2 separate regions of the Lactuca sativa genome follow, and region 1 is linked to region 2. The links are chromatin contacts, called in public Hi-C maps. All regions are on one chromosome and are shown on one strand. The core of a region is the stretch at or near the end of the contact, and the rest is flanking DNA. Distances in the headings are between cores, read along the strand shown. Region 1 holds the start of LOC111881803. Region 2 holds the start of LOC111881873 (pyrophosphate-energized vacuolar membrane proton pump).

Region 1 (6,557 bases), core at 3,138-5,637, 640 kb before region 2:
TTGAGAGAACTTGTTGACCAAGGGTTGCGGCCTTCTTGTGCTTCTTATGGACCAATTATAGGAAAGCTTTATGAATTGGGACAGATAGATGAAGTTAAAATCCTGTGGAATGAGATGCAGGATAAGGGTGTGGAGCCAGTTTCTGTGTGTATTGATGAACATGTTATTATTGGATTGAGCAAAAAAGGGTATATTGAAACAGGGGTATACTGGTTGGAATATTTGGTGAAAAATAGGCTTATACCCGATCAAGGAACTTTTGAAAAGATGATTGCGATTTTATGTGAAAGGGATAAGTTAGATGTTGGTTTGAGTGTTTTTGGTCATATGTTTAAAATAGGCTATACACCAAGTTCTCAACTGAAGAACATGATGGAAACTAACAGTTTTGATTGTTTAGTTAAAGTTTGATAGAGATTTTCTTAGGTCTTGAATAGTTTTTTTCTGGGTTCTATCCGGATTGTTCCAAAAGTTAGTAATTTTTTGTAATCTTGTATTAATTTAATGTATTTTCTGAAGAATAATATTGAGAGCTTCATAAAGTTTGAATCTTGATGGTTGTAGAAGAGAGATTATATGATGGATCTTGATCTTTCAAGTTCTTTGTTAGTTCATGGCGTCTCAATTTTAATTAAAGGTATGATATGATTGTAGTTTTGATTAAAGTTTCTTTTGAGCCACTTTGATATTTGAATTAACTTCGCCCTTGGTTTAATGTTGCAGATAACTATTATAATAAAAGATGATTTTATATCAACAAAATCTAGTTATGAATATTATGTATCCAACTTTTGTACTAAAGGTTTTTATAATTTACTTTGTATATTTTCTGCTAGATATTTTTCACTTAAACTTACTTTCACTTGATCGATTTAAGTAGCAAATATTACATTTGATTTTGTTTTATATAACTGGTTTGGTGCAACCCCAAACTTTGAGAACCTTTGAGGATGGTATATAAATGTGGTTGGTAATCCGTTTGGATGGTATGCAAAAATTCATTAAGGGCTCATTTGGTAACCATAGAAATGAGTTAGGTCTAATAAAAGAACATGTTTTAATACGAAAGGTACTCTAATGATGTTTTAGTTACGTGGTGAAAAGCTTGACTTGGACATGAATAAAAAGACTAGTCCTAAAAAAATAGATCGAGACCAAACTAGTCCAGAAAAAGACCACACCGAAAGACCGAAAAATATAGACCCTGTACGAAATTGACCCGAGACCGATTGAAAATTAGACTTGAACCCAAGGTTTATATTCATGTCATTTCTGTGTTAATCACGTATTATCCAATTTTTTTTCCCTTCTTTCTTTTATTTAATTTTAATATTATTATATTTGGTTAGTCTTAATATATCATTTTTGTGCTAATCATACATTTGTTAATGGAAAACTCTAAAACAGAATACCAATAAAATACAAAAAATACACACGCAAAGACCGCAAAACTGGACAAAAAAAAAAACGTCCAGGACAAAAAAGAGTGGAACATTTCGAGAATGACTCGAGCAAGGTTTGTGACACTTAATGTGGAGGTTTTGGTAGAGAGATAATTAGGCCTCGGGCCAACCTAAAAGATGTTTAGAAAACCTTTGCATAATGACAACTTTGACCATGTGTTCCAAACAATCAAAGATGTATGATCTCGTGTTATTTAAATTAGTATGTACTTTGTGGTAACAAATAATATATTTGATAATAACTCGAATGTCCACCAGCGTAAGTTTGTTTGATTCCAATTTAGTTAATCTGTCTATTTTCCAAGCCCCTCGTTTGCTTTAATTGCATTTTAATAAAACGAGATACTTTAGTGTATTTTGAATAAAATCGAATCATTGAGATGGATTATTTTTTTCCATTACTGCAACTAATTTTGAATGTTATAATATGAGTTAACACTTATTATTATTTGGTGGTGTTAACACTTAAGTGCTTCAAATCTCCAATCCCCAACTCCTAAGATTGAAATAGAAGCCAATTATTATAAAATGACATTTATTGTGAAATGACCTTTAGGCTTGAGATAGTGGTACATGACGTCCCACGTTGTCACATCAGTTTTTTGGCATCTACTTCACTGCCACGTCATTTTTATCACAAGACATGTATACCATGTTATTTTGAAAGGTGAGCCAAATTTGCAAAATTTGAAGAAAAAAAAGTACATAAATAAATATTACACTCACATGCACATTCTTTCTTTCTTTCTTTCTTTCTCTCTCTCTCTCTCTCTCTCTCTCTCCTCTCTCTCTCTCTCTCTCTCTCTCTCTCTCTCTCTCTCTCTCTCTCTCTCTCTCTCTCTCTCTCTCCGGCAATCCAATGCCACAAACCTACTTTTCCTTGCCAATGCTTCGATGAAAGGATGGTTTATATCATGCTTGGCATGGTTTGCCGAACTAAATGTTGCCCCACGCCCTCAAGCCTTATAGGGTGTTAACCTGCTTCTATGTCATTTTGTCGCAAGGACACGAACACCCATGCAATCAACGCTTATTTTCCCAATTTCTTGCTTCCCAATTTTTATCCCTTGTAGTCAAGATCGAGGTTACTAGATCGTCTTCCAACCACCATCCTTTATAAATTTTTGGTGGCGGTGATTTAAGTTTTATAAGAGAAAAGAACAAAATTCAGGTATCTGTAAACTAAGAGGCTATATTGAATTTCGGTGGGCAATAATAAGTATCTTGAAATTGGGAAATGTAAAAAATAAATGTTGACATGCATTCTTTGATAGAAGTTGACATGTGACAGTAGGAGTTCTAGCTATATTGGAATCACATGTATCATTTCTCAAGGCTTTTGTTCATATAATGGGTTTTGACATAAGTCCATTTTTGGGTATGTTTGATCTTGACACTAAGAATCACATCAACTAGATTTATATCTATAATTTCAAACCTTGGTTTCAACATGTGCTTAGTTGACCTTATTGTCTTTTCATTGCTTCTAATGATAAGCTTGTCATCTATGTATAGATACACAATAACATACTCACTATATGTATCTTTGATATAGACACACTTATCACATTTGCTGATTTTGGAACCACATTATATCATGACCTGGTTAAATATTGATGTCATATTCTAAATCACCTACTTGTGAGGGACCGAGGGTTAGTGCTTACATGGATTCCAAAAGTGATTATCTAGTAGAATATATGGGATTTGGGAAAGATATAGGAAGAGACTATCTAATGATGAAGATAGTTTACATGGAAATAATGAAATATGAACGAGTAGTTATAACTATATAGGTGAGGTACTTGTAGTTGTCACAAAGAACGTGTGAATGTGTATTTTTACATATGTAATAGATGTTCTATGATAGATGATGATAGTCGGTGATCGTGTAGCGAAACAAATTTGGATGCTAATTTCTTATCTATGTTCATTTAACATAATATATTAATGTTGGAATGTAAGACTAACAATTATGAAGTGTTCACATCATGATATATGAAATCATATTGTGATGAGATGCAAATGAATGGAAGATGTTAACCAAATGTTATCCATTAATATAATCGTTAATAATGTCTTAAGATACATGTCCTCAATGGTAAGTAAGAAAGAGGATTAGTTCCAAATAGAAGAGTTTGTCTAGAAGATCCTTTTGTGGTGAAGACTAAGTAGCACATGACTATTGTCATGTTTATTTTTCGAATTTATTATGTTGAAATATACTTATATACATTTTTATATATTGGCCTACGTATGGAAGAACACCATATGTGAAACTAATTTATAAAAGAAATTTTTTGGGTGTGTTTCGATATTAAAATTTGGTTTTTACAACGATTTTGAAGACTATTAGTTTTTGATTTGATCATGATTCCTTACCAAAGTTGACACTAATACTATTTTTGAGTGTTTGAATAAAAATGTACTTATTAACTTAGATAAACAATTTTTTATAAGTATTTTTCCTAGAATTTATTTCAAAGGGCTTATAACTTATTTAAAAGTGTTTATTATAAATGTAAACCAATTTATAATTGTATCAACTCTAAAAATCATATGGATTATAAAATTATATTTTTGCAACAAACATACAAAACAATATGAAAACTTCTTTTATTGTTTAATTTATCATTTTATCCAATTTTTTTTTTTATCACATTTCAGATATAAATCCGAAAAATTTCTACGCACCCTTTAACAATGTTTTAAAAACCGCTTTAAATCGGGAACCTGGGAATGAGCGATTCAATTAGCACAGTTTTATGTCTATTTTTATATCGAAACGAACGGACTAATTTTTATAAAAAAATGGTTGAACATATTAAAGTAAATAAAAATAATGAGACATTTTGCATAACAAACTTTGGTGATATTTTTTATATTTATTAAATTTATTTTTTTATTTTTTTATTTTTTATCACAGTTACATCTTTTGTTATCATATAACAAGTTGTAAACATTCTTTTGTAATTCTAGAAAATAAATATGAGAACCTCTTTGAATAACGGATAATCAATACTATTTGACATGAACACCAAAAGGTGAAACCAATGTTTTACGAAAATTTCCAAATTTGCCACATAACTTTTTAAAGCTTATAATCCAAGGATTACTCCGCAAGGTGACCTCCCTCTTCAACGGCGTTAACCCCTTTTCGTTTCAATTCCTCTCCCCGCTTTTGCCCTAATTCCATAATGCCCCCTCGATTCCTATGTCCTCTCCCTTCGTCGTCGATTTGATCTGAAAATCACCACCTGAACGCCAATCATCGCTTTCCTCTCTCTCTACAAGCTCCCCAAATTTTATCTTAACCCCGAAAACCCTAAGTTTCGATTCAGTCAAACAACTGCAACTGCAAAAGCAGAGTTACTAGGTAAGCTGCTTCCTTCTGTATCACTTTTTGCGTACTTTACGTTGATTCTGAAGGTTTCATAACTCTGGCTGACATTCTGTATGTAATTTTGGTGAATTTTTTGCCTTTATTGGTGTTTCTTGCTGAACTTGTAGCTGTATCATTTGTTTTGTTGGTTGATTTTTTGTCTTCCGCAATACAAATTATACTTTGTGTTTCTACGTAGAATGAGTTGCTTCTCAAGAGAAAAGTTATATAAAACATTAAGCTTATACCAACTACTATGAATCGAACAATGTTGGTGTTAATTTCACCAAATTTCGTAATTGACATATACTAGAGCCGACTTTAAAAGCCAACACTGTAGCTTTGTTTTGTTGGTTGGGAACTGAGCTATGTATGCAGTTTTCCATACTTGAAGCCCTCACTAAAGATAGATGGTCAAAGATGTCTCCTTCCCCATTTATTCCCTCTAGGTTAACCTTTTTTTGCTTGGCTGTGTTTGTTTCTGTAGGTTTATGAAATGGCAAAGGGTAAGCTTATATTAATCTGTCAATCTGGTGGTGAATTTGTTACAAATGAAGATGGAACCATGACTTATAATGGAGGAGAGGCAAATGCAGCAAATGTCAATTCTGAGACTCCCTTCAGTGAATTAAAGTTGAATTTGGCTGAAACATGTAATTTCAACCAGGAAACAGTTACTGTCAAGTATTTCCTTCCAGGAAACAAACGAAACCTGATTACAGTGAAGAACGATAAGGATGTAAAAAGAATGATTGATTTTCATGGAGATGCACTGACAGCTGAAGTCTTTGTTACAGGAACACCAGGTTTTGATCGAAGTGCCTTAGATACACAAACTAACAGGTATGTTCTATCAAAAAAACACATTTACATCATTCTACTTTCATTTCTTCCTATTTCTTTAATCATACTGATGATCCTCACAGCCAAAGCAATGTCAAGAACAATGAGACTATAAACAATGACAACACGAGTCCCAAGAAAGATGATGTGGTTAAACGAGGCAAAGTTGGTAACAAGAAAGATAAAAAGATGAAGAAAGAAGATAAGGGGCAAAAGAGTCCTTTAGCATCCCCATCTAAGAGGACAACACGCCGAACTGTAGCTGCTAAAACTGAAGCATCTTCTAATGAAAATGAAGAAAAAACCGAAACAAAAGTGTCAAAGGATGAGGGGTCCACAGGAGACACCTCCACAAGTGCTGATTCTGAACAAGTCAACATCAATCAAGATTCTGATTGTAGTTCCGATTTTGTCCCTAGTAGGTATCCAAAAAGAAAGAAGCCAAATGTCAATACTACCCCTGCTGACAGTGTCAAGAAACGTAGGCGTACCCCTTCTTGGAAATTTGGTGCCAATGGCCGCCCCACCATAGTTTCTAACCCCGATGATTCTGCGGGGTCCAAGGGTAAAATTGGAAAATCACAAAGAAAGAGTGGGAGGTTAGCTGCTAAAGAGGGAGCAGGGACAAAATCAGGGAGAAAAAGAGGACGCCCTCGAGCTGTCCCTCCACCTGACAGCAGTGATCAAGAACTTGATGATGACGTGGCGCCTGAAACTTTGCTTGATATTGTCAAAGTGGAAAAAGAAAAACTTCATGGACATGAAGAATCTTACAACAAGTTACCATGGTTCTGTGAGAAGATTCTAGAAACAAACCCTGGAAGCATCTCAAAACTCGTGATTAATGAAAACAAAAGATTCAAATCCCT
Region 2 (7,108 bases), core at 4,298-6,797:
CATCGTGGATCGATTGACCAAGAGTGCCCATTTCTTGGCTATTCGGGAGAGTTAGTCGGCCGAGAAGTTGGCCGACATGTTCGTTCGTGAGATCATGTCTCGCCATGGGGTTCCCATCCCCATTGTCTCCGACCGAGATGTTAGGTTTACCTCCCGTTTTTGGCAGAAGTTCCACGAGGAACTGGGCACGCGGTTGCATTTTAGCACAACATTCCATCCGCAGATTGACGGCCAGAGCGAGCGGACCATTTAGACCCTCGAGGAAATGTGAGGGCATGTGTCATTGATTTCGGTGGGAGCCGGGATTCCCACCAACCGCTTGCATAGTTCGCCTACAACAACAATTATCATTCCAACATTGGCGCCCCGCCCTTCGAGCTGTTGTATGGACGGAGATGCCGCACCCCGATTTGTTGGGGTGAAGTGGGACACAGGGTGATGGGGCAGACGGAAGTAGTCTTGCAGACTACTGAGAAGATTCAGCAGATTAGGCAGCGATTGCAGACCGTTCAGAGTCGGCAGAAGAGTTACGCCGACAGGCGTCGGTCTAAGTTAAGAGTTCCAGGTGGGTGACATGGTACTCCTGAAGGTCTCACCCTGGAAGGGTGTGATCCGCTTCAGGAAGAGGAGGGAAATTGGATCCCCATTACATTGGGTCGTTTAGGATCATCGCCAGGGTTGGCAAGGTGGCGTATAGGCTAGAGCTATCAGAGGAGCTTAGTTGGATTCACAGCACTTTCCATGTCTCGCAGTTGCGAAATTGCATTATGGATCAGGAGGCAGTGGTGTCATTGGATGATATTCAGGTCAACGAGCACCTGAATTATGTGGAGAGGCCTGTGGCCATATTGGAAAGGAATATAAAGATTCTGCGGAACAAGGAGATACCTTTGGTAAAGGTACAGTGGGAGCACCGAAGAGGGTCCGTGTGGATGTGGGAGCCGGAGGTAGACATGCGGGAGCACTATCCAGAGATGTTCACCGCGGCAGACTTCGAGGACGAAGTCTAGTTCAAGTGGGGGAGAATTTTAACCCTCCGATTCTCAGGTATTGATTTTGTTATAAGATCTCTTTGAATTCAAGGTCTACTCGACGAGTCGGTTGCCTTGACTCATCGAGTAGCAGCGGGTTGGTCCACGTGTTTAAGTGACCTACTCACCGAGTCCGAGGAGAGACTTGATGAGCAGGAGCTGGAGGATGAAACCCTAATTTCTGGGGTTTTTCACCCTATTTAAAGGATCATTTGGCCTCCTTAGCCTCCCCTCTACAGTCCCTTGTCATCTCACACCCTAACTTTATGTGTGTGTGCTTTATTGGTGTGATAAGCTTAAAGAAGGATTTTGGTGGGAAAACACTTGAGGAAAACAAGTAAGCTGAAGCAAGGAGTTTGTAGGGAATCAGATAACTACTTCTGTGAGTACTCTTTTGAAGGTATTCAATTGTTTTATGGCTCATTTCTTCTTAGATCCCTTTTGGATGTTTATTAGGAAGCTATTCGGGTGTTGGAGCTAAGATCTGAAGTTGCAAACTTCAGATCTGAACTTTCATTGGTCTCTAAGGCCATAAAGTTGCCAACTTTGACAAGTATGGACCTCCCCTCAAGTGTTAGACCTCATTGTAAACTTGGTTTTGTCATTTTAGAGCTTGAAAGCTTTGCATGCACGTAAAGTTTGCAACTTTACGTGATAATCATGCCTTATGAGCTTAGATCTACAATATGGAGCCTTTGTATGACTTAAAAAGCATCTATATGGTTGAAGGATTGAAAGGACTCAGCGAGTCGCAAGGTTGAATCGGCGAGTCATATGAAGATAGTCATGTACTCGACGAGTTGGATGAACAAATCGGCGAGTCTGATGAAGATTGACTTGGGCTCGGCGAGTCAGTCGCATGACTCGGCGAGTCAGTTAGAGTTTTTCCCCAACCCTTTGATACACGTGAACTCGACGAATTGTGAGGAAATTCGACGAGTCAACCAAGGATTTCATGACATCTCGAGTTCAGGAAGGACTCGACGAGTCGGTAAACTGCACTTGACGAGTCGGGTCAACATGGACTGTTGACCTTGACTGTTGGCTTTAGCATTGACCAGGGATTGACCAGTTGACCTCGGGGGGGGGGGGGGGGTACTTTTGTAATTGGAAATTTATGAAAAAGGATTTTATGGTAATTATAGGTGGTGGAGTTCGTGTCGGTGATCCGAGAGGTTGGGCTTATCTTTCGAATCGACAGTTGCGAGGTGAGTTCTCCTCACCATATCGATAGGGTCTAAGGCACCAAGGCCGACCCTTTATGGAATTGTATCCGAATTATTGCATGATATGTTTATTGATTTACATTCTGGTAGTTAGGATGGTGATATGCTCATGCTTAGTGACTTGGTTAGGTCGGTATCCTGGTATATAGGATAATGCTATATTACTGACCGGTTAGGTCGGTATCCTGGTTATAGGATGTTGCTATGCTATTTGATCTGTTAGATCGGTTGACTATTATATATGCTAGCGTATGATATGTATGTGCACATGTTTGATTGATTGGGGGTTTGGGTTGAGGCGGTCCTGCTTTGTGCTGAAGGCCAGGGCGGTCCGGATAGACTACAGACCCAGTAGGGTATGATAGTCAGACCGAAGGCCCGACGAGCGGTTCGGATAGGCTGAAGGCCCTGCGAGGCGGACCAAACGTGCTGGAGGCTCTGAGAACGGTCCAGATAGACTGAAGGCATGCGAGGCAGTCCAGTCAAGGCTGACGGCCCAATCAAGGATGACGGCCCATTATGCATATTGTTCTGTGTTTGTTTATATGATATGATTATGGTTATGAGGTTGGTATTTTGGAGGTAACTCACTAAGCCTTCGAGCTTACATCTATCGACTATTGTTTCAGATACTTCTGGTGACCGCGGAAAGCGAAGGCATGATCGTACCACTCTTCATATCATTATGATTTCATGATTTGATACTGGGATACTCTGATGGTTATTATTTTGAAAATGAATTTTGTAAATGTTAACTGTTTTAATGTTTTGAAAAAGTTTAAATTAGACATGATCTTTTATGGGTGTTACATGGTCAAAAATATAAACTCAACTCAATCCTATATAATATATGGGTTGGCGGGTTGGAAACATCACCACAACCCAACCCATATAACTCGTTTAAGTATATGGGTTCGCGGGTTCATAGGTTAGTGAGTCGAACCCAACCCGCATAACTCGTTTAATAAATAAACAACACATTTTCAAAAAATGATGTTTTTTTCAACATAAATTAATTAAAGTCAGTAATGAGTCGATGACAGATGGGATAGTAGGCGACCAACGAATCAATGATAAGTGGGTGACAGGGTGAGGACGTGAGGAGCGGCCGCCAGCCAGTGGTGGTTTTTGTTCTTCGTTCGTGACTCTTGAGTATGTGTGTTTTCAAAAAACAAAAAAATAAAGTGGGGTTTTTTGAAAAAACATTTTTGTATATCAATATAGATATCTATGGAAAGAGGACGAAAAATCATGAACACTGGTATATTCGTTTTTTTTTTCGATAAAAACATGTCCTAAAAAAATTAAACTAAAAAAGGAAGTGAATTTTGTTATAATCTGGTGTATGTGCGTCAATTGTAAAAGTCTATAACCTTCATTTTGCCGTTGATCGCTTTAAATTTCCACGTTTTAGATTGGTTAATCGGTTAATAATGATTCTCTATTGAGCATAGTACTACATCAGAGAGAATAAAAATTAGAAAAAAAATTTGGATCATTAAAACTGAAGCATGGATCATTTTTATGATCCATGATTCAATTTTTTTCCTAATTTTTTATTCTCCAATGTAGTACTATGTTTGATTTTTTGATTTGTATTTTTTTTCAATTTATTAAGGTGTTCTTACGAGTTCTCACCGAAAAAAGAGTAATCACCGGAAACGATCTATATATATATATATATATATATATATATATATATATATATATATATATATATATATATATATATATATATATATATAAGTGAATATACCCTTAAGGGTATATAAGTTTAGGTACCCAAACTCAAAATAATACGTCGTTTTGTGTGATATATTTATTTTAATGTTCTTAAACTTTAACCACTAACTTGTTTTACTTTCAGGATTTTCGAAATTTCACTATTATTTTTCTCTTAGATCACATCTTTATGTCGAACACCTACTAGGCTATATATACTATAGTTAAAAATGAAAATTATGTAAAATGAAGATAAATATAAAATTTATAAAAATCTTGTAATTAAATTAAGTTAGAAGTTGAATTAGAAGAACATTAGACAATTACAATGTGTATATATGATACAAAACGATGTAATATAGTGAGTTTGGGTATCTAAGTTTACATACCTTTAAGGGTATATTCACTTTTCTCATATATATATATATATATATATATATATATATATATATATATATATATATATATATATATATATATATATATATATATATATATATATATATATATATATGGGTTGACGGGTTGATCCGCTAACCCAAACAGATAACCCAACCCAACACATAAAATAAACAGGATGGCGGGTTAAACATTTCAACTCAAACCCATTTATTTTCGGGTTTAGTCAGTATCGGGTTACGTATTGGATCGAAAGTTTTCACCCCTACCACATATATAAAAAAATGAATAAGTAGTGGGTGTGTTTAGAAAATTAGATTCAAAATGCAAATTTTTACTATTTCACTAAATCATTAGGACCATTTCTATAAGTTAATCAGTATAAAACGACGTCGTGGGTTGCCACACTAAATCCTCTTTAATAAATGAAAATACTTTTGCCACTTGTCTTCTTTTCATTCATTTTGACACATGTCATTTTCTAGGATTTTTAAAATTGTTATTTTCCACTTGTCATTTTTTGGGAATTTCAATTTTTTTAAAATAAATTTCCAAAAAATTTTAATGGATTATATATATGTAAAGTTATCATTCTATTAATTTGATAATAAATTCTCATAAATGCTCCAAACAATTTGATTTTTTTTCATAAATGCTCCAAAATATTACATTTTGTTATTGAAAAACATTATTTTATAAAATATTTAATGTTTATATATTCATATTAAATTTTTATTTTTAAAAAAATCTATGTAATACACGGGTTTCACACTTAGTAATATTATAAAATAGTAATATTATCAAAATATTGTTTTGTTAAGATATCCATGTCCGTATTGAATGATTACACTAAAAATATTTTTTACAAATCCGGAAAATCAGAATATATAAAACATAAAATAAAATTTTTATTTATTTAAAGAAATAGGTAAATATAATTTAAAAATAGACAATAATTATTTTATGGTGCACCACAACTACAACAACTAGCGTCAGCCTGTTTTGTAGAGCTTAAATTACTAAACTCTAGAAAATATGTGTCTTTAATTGCGTAAAATACAAGTTGTCAATGAATCAGAATTCTGTGTTTAGCAAATATTGCTCTGGTAAAATCAACTCATCAACTCTACACCCGCCCACTGGTCTCTCATCTTTCAAATCCCCTCACTATTTATCATTTCGAGGTCGAAGCGGCATTCGCCACCCATAAAATCTGAGAGAGATTTAAAGGCCGAATCTCTCTTTCTCCTTCAATTCTTTCGATTTCTCTCTCTGATCTTGTTATTTTGGCCAATCGCTGCCGTCCTCCGACACAAAAGTCATGGGGACGTCCACAATTCTCTCAGATCTCGGCACTGAAATCATTATCCCAATCTGCGCAGTTGTCGGAATTATCTTCTCTCTCTTCCAATGGTATCTAGTCTCCCAAGTCAAACTCTCGCTGGAGAAACCCTCCGCCGACGACAAGAACGGCTACACGGAAGCGTTGATTGAGGAAGAAGAAGGAATCAACGACCACACCGTTGTTCAGAAATGCGCTGAAATTCAGACCGCTATTTCCGAAGGTAAAATTTAGTTTGAATTGGTAAATGTTACATGATTTTTAGTTGAAAAATATTTTGAGAATTGAAATCTGAGAATTTGTGGTCATGATTTTTTATTGCGTATTTGGAATATTCTCTTCCTATCCGTTCTTCCTTCTTTTATTTTACTTATTCTATTATCTCGTTCGTGAATTGCTGTTTGAGCTCGAGTGGTTCTATTTCTCAAGTTTCATATTTTAATTTCTGATTTACAATTTCGAAGTTTACCTAGTCTACTTAATTTTATAATTGCAACTATGGTTGAATTTTCTTCGAAGAATGATGCTGTTTGGTGGGAACTTTTGGTCCATATTGAGATCTACCTTTTCCATTACTTAAATACTATTATTAAATTTCACTATTGTTATAGCGGTGGTTGTTGAATCGATGGGATACATATGATTCTTTATTTACACGTGTATGTAGAGTTAGATGCAAGTTTTCATACTTAAATTTCCAATATTAAAAAAACATTACAACCGATTTGATATTAATTTCATTTCATTGATCTTCTGCAACTTTCAACATCGTATAAATCTTGAGAAATGTGATTTCTCCACAGTCGGTGGGATATTGTTGGTTGTCGGTGGCATATTCTTATCTGAATTAAAATGATTCGTGGGATCTTTAAATTTAAGGCATCTTTGTGATTCAAATGCGATTGCATCTGATGTTGTTTTTAGATCTAGTTGATTTTTAAAACAGAAAATGGTTTATCAGGAGCCAGAACCACAGTTTTATTCTTCATTTGTACTTATAGAATAAAACAAGATATACCCAAAAATGTATGTAATTTTTATAAAGAAAACAAAACAGTTGCCATTCCATTGTCTTTTACTGACATGACCAGCTCATATAAAGTTAAAAATTCACACAATGTTAAAATCGAATATATTAATAACTGCATTGTTTTTTTCTCAGCTATGATACATTTTCTTGTTGTTACGAATTATCATTTACATTAACTTTAACCTCTCTTTTATCAATAAAACAATAACAAAATTTACTGTATTTCGATAATTATATGCTAATTAAGGCATCTCCAACCCAACACCATTTTTACCATTTTTGTTGTTAACATCATTTTTGGTGTAAATTTACTCCAACCCAACATCATATACTACACCAAATTTAGTGTTAAAGTTTC

The links. A called contact is a pair of places that touch in the nucleus more often than the background predicts.
Region 1: a contact with region 2 is called in a Hi-C map of leaf, with 10 times the contacts expected there. The contact joins the promoter of LOC111881803 here to the promoter of LOC111881873 in region 2. A contact is called at or near these places in 2 of 4 Hi-C or Micro-C datasets (leaf and seed).

Annotation. Positions count from the first base shown.
Region 1 is chr5:229,409,035-229,415,591 of Lsat_Salinas_v11, reverse strand. It overlaps LOC111881803, which reads left to right and starts at 4,387. Exons shown (of 3, transcript XM_023878196.3): 1 at 4,387-4,839; 2 at 5,333-5,688; 3 at 5,772-6,557. The coding sequence starts at 5,342. It overlaps LOC111881830 (pentatricopeptide repeat-containing protein At5g18950), which reads left to right. Exons shown (of 1, transcript XM_023878219.3): 1 at 1-572. The coding sequence ends at 411.
Region 2 is chr5:228,773,097-228,780,204 of Lsat_Salinas_v11, reverse strand. It overlaps LOC111881873 (pyrophosphate-energized vacuolar membrane proton pump), which reads left to right and starts at 5,547. Exons shown (of 6, transcript XM_023878257.2): 1 at 5,547-5,943. The coding sequence starts at 5,700.